Regions from separate parts of the Mus musculus genome. Here region 2 is linked to region 1. Evidence: chromatin contacts called from public promoter capture Hi-C data. All regions are on one chromosome and are shown on one strand. Each heading gives the region's core, a stretch centred on a gene start, on an enhancer-like site or on the middle of the called end of the contact. The rest is flanking DNA. Distances are from core to core; before and after follow the strand shown.

Evidence for each region. Promoter capture Hi-C pulls out the DNA fragments that hold promoters and counts their contacts.
Region 2: a contact with region 1 is called in a promoter capture Hi-C map of embryonic stem cells, with 5 times the contacts expected there. The contact joins the enhancer-like site here to the promoter of Trim29 in region 1. A contact is called at or near these places in 13 of 39 promoter capture datasets (the 3T3-L1 cell line, 3T3-L1-derived adipocytes, embryonic stem cells and 6 more), 6 of 115 datasets of contacts at active chromatin or transcription factors (embryonic basal ganglia, embryonic forebrain, embryonic hindbrain and 2 more) and 2 of 9 other capture datasets (adipose tissue and liver).

The regions. Positions count from the first base shown.
Region 1 is chr9:43,308,993-43,312,504 of GRCm38.p6, forward strand. Trim29 (tripartite motif-containing 29) reads left to right here and starts at 1,771. Exons shown (of 9, transcript NM_023655.2): 1 at 1,771-2,687. The coding sequence starts at 1,884.
Region 2 is chr9:43,858,881-43,862,392 of GRCm38.p6, forward strand. No RefSeq gene overlaps it. Among named protein-coding and RNA genes, the nearest start is that of Gm39322, 28 kb to the right of the region's middle. Within about 2 kb of position 1,556, at least 6 of the 459 cell types and tissues checked have an H3K27ac peak or open chromatin away from gene starts, as enhancers often do. A contact at or near this core is called in embryonic stem cells, where this site is marked.

The DNA of each region.
Region 1 (3,512 bases), core at 521-3,020:
CCAGAACCTTCTACTCCAGCTACACCCACATTCTACTGTATCCATCCATCCATTCCCAAGGGGGAATGGGGGCAGTTCTGTACTCTGTGGGGGAGCAGTTTCCAGGTTGCCTCTAAGAACAGAACTTCTGGTCCTTGGCTAGGGGGTGGGGGAGGAAGAGAGCTTGGCAGTTCTCATGTCTCTAGAGCTGAGTCCCACACTGTACTGTGTCATTTTGGAGGTTATCCCATAGGGCCCGACCAAGAGAAGATGTGTAGGTTTTTCTGATTCATACCAGAAAACCTGTCGAGAAAGGGAAGTCAAATGTCTGGTCTCCAGGGACCCCCACCCCCACCCCTCACCCCCTCGCTGCCACTGTGTCTCTGCCCCACAGGCCCCAAGCAGGCTCTGGTCTGTTCTAAGGGGATACCCAAGACCTGCATGTGCACCTTCTTAGGGCCATGAGCATAGGAAAACCTCCAGCAGCTATGTTCTAGTGAGATATTTAGGTGGCTCTAAGAACCAGGGATAGAAGAAGGAACTTCACAACCTCAAAAGGCCCAGACTATAATCCCAGGCCTGTAACGGGCTGAAGTCAGTGTCCTCTTAGTGCCTAAGTTTTATCTCTGTCAGAAGGCACAGCTGGGGACTCAGGTGGCAAAGGCAGCCAGGTTGGGGGTGGGGGTGTTCCCCAGAGACCAGACATTGATTCTTTCCTTTCTCTACAGTAGGTTTTTTTTGTATGACTCAGAAAAACCTGCACACCTTCTCTTCTTGGCCGGGCCCTATGGAATGACCTCCAAGATATCACAGTGGGTGAAATGTTCACCGGGCAAGCATGAAGACCTGATTCACTCTCTAGCACCATGTAAACACTAGATGTGGTATCCTGTGTCTGTAGTACCACTGATAGGAAAGAGACAAGCAGATCCAATGGCCAGCTCCAGCTTCAGGAAGATCTTCTGCCTCAAAAAAAGGAATGTGCAATTGAGCAAGATGTTGGACAGACAGACACATACAGAGGCATGAGTACACACACACACACACACACACACACACACACACACACACACACACACACGAGGGGGACAGAGAGAGAAAGAGACAGAGACAGAGAGAGAGAGACAGAGGCAGAGAGAGAGCCAGAGAGTGAGCGAGAGAGAGAGAGAGAGAGAGAGCCAGAGAGAGAGAGAGAGAACCAGAGAGAGAGAGAGAGAACCAGAGAGAGAGAGAGAGAGAGAGAGAGAGAGAGAGAGAGAGAGAGAGCCAGACTGAGGATTGTAGAGAGGCTTAAATAAGCTCAGACACGTAAAATACCCAAGACATCAGTCGCAAATTGGTTAGAATCAGTTGTGCATACAAGACCTGGGCCACAGCTTCCCTCAGAATATGCTGTCCTAGGGTGGAGACTTGCTTTTGATGTCCAACCCGCAAATTACAAGGCGATTTGGCTTGTGTGACCCAATTAAGAAGCCTTCTGTCCCGTGAACCTCTGCGGACACCTCACCTTCTGCCCCCAGGGGCAATGACCTCCTCAAAGCCTGCCCACCTGTGTGGACAGAGGCTCTGCCTTCCTGCCAGAAGTGCATCTGATGAAGCAGCCTAACAGGTTGTCAGTGGTGGGAAGTAATAAAACTGGGACATAAAAAACACTTCTTTAAAATCCCGGGCTGGGGATGGATGTGCAGGCGTGGCCCAGGTAATTAACCACTCTGCCCCGCCTGTCTCTCTCGGCCCGTTTTGTCAGGTTGCTCCTCCTATGGCTCCTCCTCCTGCCCCACCTTCTCCCCACAGGTGTGTCCCTGGGCTCTGGCTGCCAGCCCCACTTCGTGCCCCGAGACATCCGCTGAAGCCACCTGCCACGAGACCCCAACCAGCAGACACAGGCTAGCAAGTGACCTACCATGGAAGGTGCCGATGCCTGCAGGAGCAATGGGGCCAGCCCGGAAGCCAGGGACACCCGCAGCCCACCGGGTCCCAGCGGCAGCCTAGAGAATGGCACTAAAGCAGACAGTAAGGACACCAAGACAACCAACGGGCACAGTGGGGAGGTGACAGAGGGCAAGACCCTGGGCAGTGCCCTGAAGTCAGGGGAGGGGAAGAGTGGCCTATTTTCCAGCAATGAGTGGCGCAGGCCTATCATCCAGTTTGTGGAGTCTGTCGACGACAAAGGCTCCAGTTACTTCAGTATGGACTCTGCGGAAGGCAGGAGGTCCCCTTATGCGGGGCTCCAGTTGGGGGCTTCCAAGAAACCTCCTGTGACCTTTGCTGAGAAGGGGGAGCTGCGAAAGTCCATTTTCTCCGAGCCCCGCAAACCCACGGTGACCATCGTGGAGCCCGGGGAAGTCCGCAGGAATAGCTACCCCAGGGCTGACTCCAGCCTCCTGGCGCGGGCAAAGTCGGGCTCCGAGGAGGTGCTGTGCGACTCCTGCATCGGCAACAAGCAGAAGGCCGTCAAGTCCTGCCTGGTGTGCCAGGCTTCCTTCTGTGAGCTGCATCTGAAGCCCCACCTGGAGGGCGCTGCCTTCCGGGACCACCAGCTGCTCGAGCCCATCCGAGACTTCGAGGCCCGAAAATGTCCCTTGCACGGCAAGACTATGGAGCTCTTCTGTCAGACCGACCAGACCTGCATCTGTTATCTCTGCATGTTCCAGGAGCACAAGAACCACAGCACCGTGACGGTGGAGGAGGCCAAGGCAGAGAAGGAGGTGACTTGCTAGGCCCCTCGCTGCCTTCCCTTAACCCTCCCACTTGGATCCTCACTGGGGACTTATGGCTTCACGGTGCTCTGCTTTTAGGAAACATTTCTTCCTCCTCTTCATCTTCACCCTGGGGGTCAGAGGTCACTCTAACTTCCAACGATCTTAAGAGGGACATCCCGTTCGAGCCAACAGAAGATTAGACGCTAGGCAAAGCACACCAGATGAATCCTAAGTCGGGCTGGAGTGTAGAACGGAAGGATTCAGAACTCTCTGCTTGGCTGATCTGTTGTCTGTCCCTCTGTCTGTCTCTCCCTCTGTCTGTCTGTCTGTCTCTCTCTGTCTCTCCCTCCCTCTCTCCCTCCCCTCCCCCTGTCCTCACAGGTGATACTAAGGCAGGAAGACTCTAAGAGGGGACTTGAGGGCTCCTGAGTACCCTTTTTTTCTGATTCCAGGTTTGCACTTGCAGTCCTGCAGCTGCTGGCTCTGCCCTAATCTGGAAGTCACCCCACCCCACCCCACCCACCCCCATCCCCTCCTCTGCTCTCAGCTGGGCCCTGTGCCCTTTGTTTGTGTGGCTCCAGCAGACAGGTCTGTGCCTGTGGGTGGACAACATTGGATCGAGAGCATGTGTGGGTGGGTGGATGTAAATGTGTGTTTTATACGCACACGGGTGTCTGCGAATGTGGGTGTCTGCCCCTATTTATGTATGGGCTACGTAAGTGTGTTTGTGTGAATTCCCTGTGTGCAATTAGGCGGTACTTCCACGGGGAGGAGCAGAGGCAAGGCAAGTGGAGACTTGTGGGTGTGCTGCACCTGGGGAAGGTATTCTGG
Region 2 (3,512 bases), core at 306-2,805, 550 kb after region 1:
GGGCTTGCTTCATCACCAAGTAATTCAGGAATGAGAGAACCGACTGAAGACCTTACCCTGCTTCCTCACTCCCACGCCCCAGGCTGCAGCTGGGGAAAGAAGAAAAGACTCCCTCGGGATTAGAGCTCTCAGTCAGACCAAGGGAGACAGGCTTAGTCAACACGTATTTATTGGGTACTTACCAGATATAAATGTTTCCTCCAGGATGTAGGAAGCCAGACACAGCCTGCATCCCAACAGAAAGACTGAGCCCCACGGATAATCCTGCCTTTATGCACAGAATGTATTTACCTTGGGCATGTGTGAATCAGCAGGCAGGAGTGGGGAGAGTAGATATTGAGTTTATATAGAGAGAATGAGGGGGCAGACCTGGAGTCGGGGGTGGGATAGGGGCCATGTATTCATGTGGGAGATCAGAGGACAACTTGGAAAAGCCAGGTTCTCTCCTTCCACGGCTCCCCGAGTAAATATTTTAATGCAATAGTTTTAGAAAATCAAAATGAATGTCCCAAATCAGACCATATTGTCAACATTTTCCAATAGACCGAAGCTAGTGGGTCTCTGTAAGTTCGAGGTCAGCCTAGTCTATGGGGCAATTTCCAGAGCAGCCAGGACTACAGAGTGAAACCCTGTCTCAAACGACAAGAAGGCTTACAGAGGCCAGATCCTACACGGTACCTGGACAGCCCTCTCTCAGGCAAGGCATTGATCTAGGCCCTTGTTCAGCATAGGCTGGCCTCGAACTCCTGGCCCAGAGCTCTTATTGCCCTTCTTCCTTCAGCCTCCTAAATTCTGGGATTACAAGTATGAATATAGGCGTTTGAGACTGGGTGATATAGTAAGCCTGCCTTAAAAAAAAAAAAAAAAAAAAAGAGCCAGCAAGATGATGGCTCAGAGGAGAGAAACACCTGCAGCCAGGCCTGACAGGCTGGGTTCGAACCCTGAGACCTCCATGGAGGAAAGAGAGAAGTGCTTCCTTTGGGTTTCCCTCCGGCTTCCACATCTGTGTGCATGCACACACATATTCAAGATAAACATGTAATAAACATGTAACAATAAAATAGTAATATCACACATACTGTTTCAAGTGTAATTCAACGGTAGGCACTTGCGTAACATATCCAGCTTTAGCTCAATTCCCAGAATAACAAAAAGAATAGATGTATGCAACAAATTGGCTTGTTTGTTTGAGAAAAGGTCTTGCTACATAGACCAAGTTGGCCTAAACCTTGACCTTGTCTTGCCTCTACCTCCTAAGTGCTGGTCCTAGAGGTGCATGTCACCACACCAGCTAACATTAAAATAGTATTGACCTTAGGCCTCGATCTCATCTGTCTGATTGGGTCACTCTATTTCCTCCATACTGGTCATCGGCCAGGAACCAAGATGGCTGTTGTGTGAGCTTAGGGCATAACACGCAAGCTTTCTGATGGCTCTCTGGTGTCTGTCCCTGCTGTAAGATCCTGGGAGCTGGAGAGAAAAGCAGAGGCTATCTGCCTTGGACTCCACAGACCCACCTGTGATCTCCAAGTTAATAGTAATAGGGCAGGGCGTAGCCAGGAGAGGTGTAGCTACAATCTCCCCTCCCCCACAGTGGACACAATGAGGCAGAAGGGTCTCCTAGAGTTCAAGGTCAGCCTGGTCTACATAGTGAATTCCAGGCCAAGCAGGGCTACTGAGTGAAACTGTGTCTAATTAATTAATTGATTGATTAGTCTTAATTAATTAAAAGTGAAGTGGAGAACTGAACTGGCCCAATAACTCCTTCTGAAGGGCTCCCCAAGCTTCCTAAGAAGGTGTCCTTCTCAGACAGCAGAGCATCACCCAGCTCAGCTCCAAGGCAAGCTTTTTCTCACTCAGCCACTCTGCCAGACAGTCACAGTTGTCAGTCCCAATCGTTTGCTAGATCCTACAGAAAACTGTTCTGGATACAAACATAAAAAGAAACACACACACACACACATACACACACACATACACACACACACACACACACACACACACGTGACTATCGTGACATTTTATATGTAAAGTGTAAAGATGTGGGCTGGGTATGTAGTTCAACAGTAGCGTGTTTGCCTTGCAAGCACAAATCTTAGGATTCAGTCTCCAGGCATGGTGACTTATTACCATGCCTGTAATTCTCGTACTTGGGAGGTAGAGGCGGAAAGATAAGAGTTCAAGGACATCTTCAGCCACGTATTGACTTCAAGGCCAACCTGGAGGAAGAAACTTGTCTCAAAAAAAGCCCAGAGATGAAAGCCAGTGGTTCAGTTGGTAAGGTGGCTTGACATCAAGCCTACAGGTGGCCTGGGGTGTCAAGTCTGCAGATGACCTGGGTTCAGTCCCCACAACTCACAGTGCACAGAAAGAATCCGTCCCCCAGGTTGTGTTCTGATCACTACATGGTATATGTGTACCTTTCCTCTGCCCAGACAAACAAAGAAACAAACTATTTTGAGGGAATACAGAGATGAAGCCTTGTGGGAATGTACTTGTGACCCAGAAGTGAAAGTAGTTACCTTCCCTGAGGCCCTCAAGACCCTAGGGACTGACTGACTTCCCTGAGCAGGGCACAGCATCAGCAAAGACAACAGAAAGACAAGATCCTAAATGAGGGAGGGAGCCACAGAAACAGGGATGATGGCATTGATTGAAAGATAAGACAGAAGCCCATTGTTCTTGCTGTGAGGAATTCAGCAAATTTGCATGAGCTCGCGGGGGTAATCAGTTTATGAGGCTTCGAGCGAGCGCGTTAAATGAGATGCATCAAACCCCTAGCACAGCACCTAGCGCAGAGTAAGCCACTGTGTATCCAGTGTTCTCAGTCACTGGGTCTTCAGTATTATTAGAAACACGGCTAATATTAGACACACTTCGTGAAAGGGAAAGCGTGCCTACATCCATGGTTTTTGCACCTTAGAGCTGGGTTAACTCATACAACCAACGCCGAAGCATCTCTCCCATCCCCAGACACTTAATGGTTAACTCAAAATTCCATGATCAATCCTGAGTTTTAAACTAAGCCTTTTTGGAATTTAAAGCTAAAGTGGTTCTCTCTTAAACTGGGCTCACAGGTGTTGTGTCTGGCTGGCAGATCACAGCCTGGGTTTTAGCCTGGAAAGGCATTTTGGAAACCTGGAAGAGAAGAGGGGCTAGGTGGCGAGAGAAAGAAATGCAGCTAAGACAGGCATTCTGATCAAAGCTCAATTTTACTGTTCCGCTCGCAGTTATAAAGCGGGGGAAGGGGGCCCAATTCCCGCCAAATAATCTTGGGGTCCAATAGCAGGGTGACCACGTGTATGGCTCCAAACAGCAAAGCGGCAGGTTCTAGCAGTGGGCGTGGCAGAACGATTGAGCAGAAAGCTCCACCTCTGAGCAAGCAGGTTTCAGGCTAGGGGAGGGGAGACTACACACAGGCTGTTGTATCTTCGGCTGCTTCCAGTTTAAAAAAAAAAAATCTATTCTACAACTCAACTGACTTCTCTGTTTTTGACTGCAGCTGCCCTTCC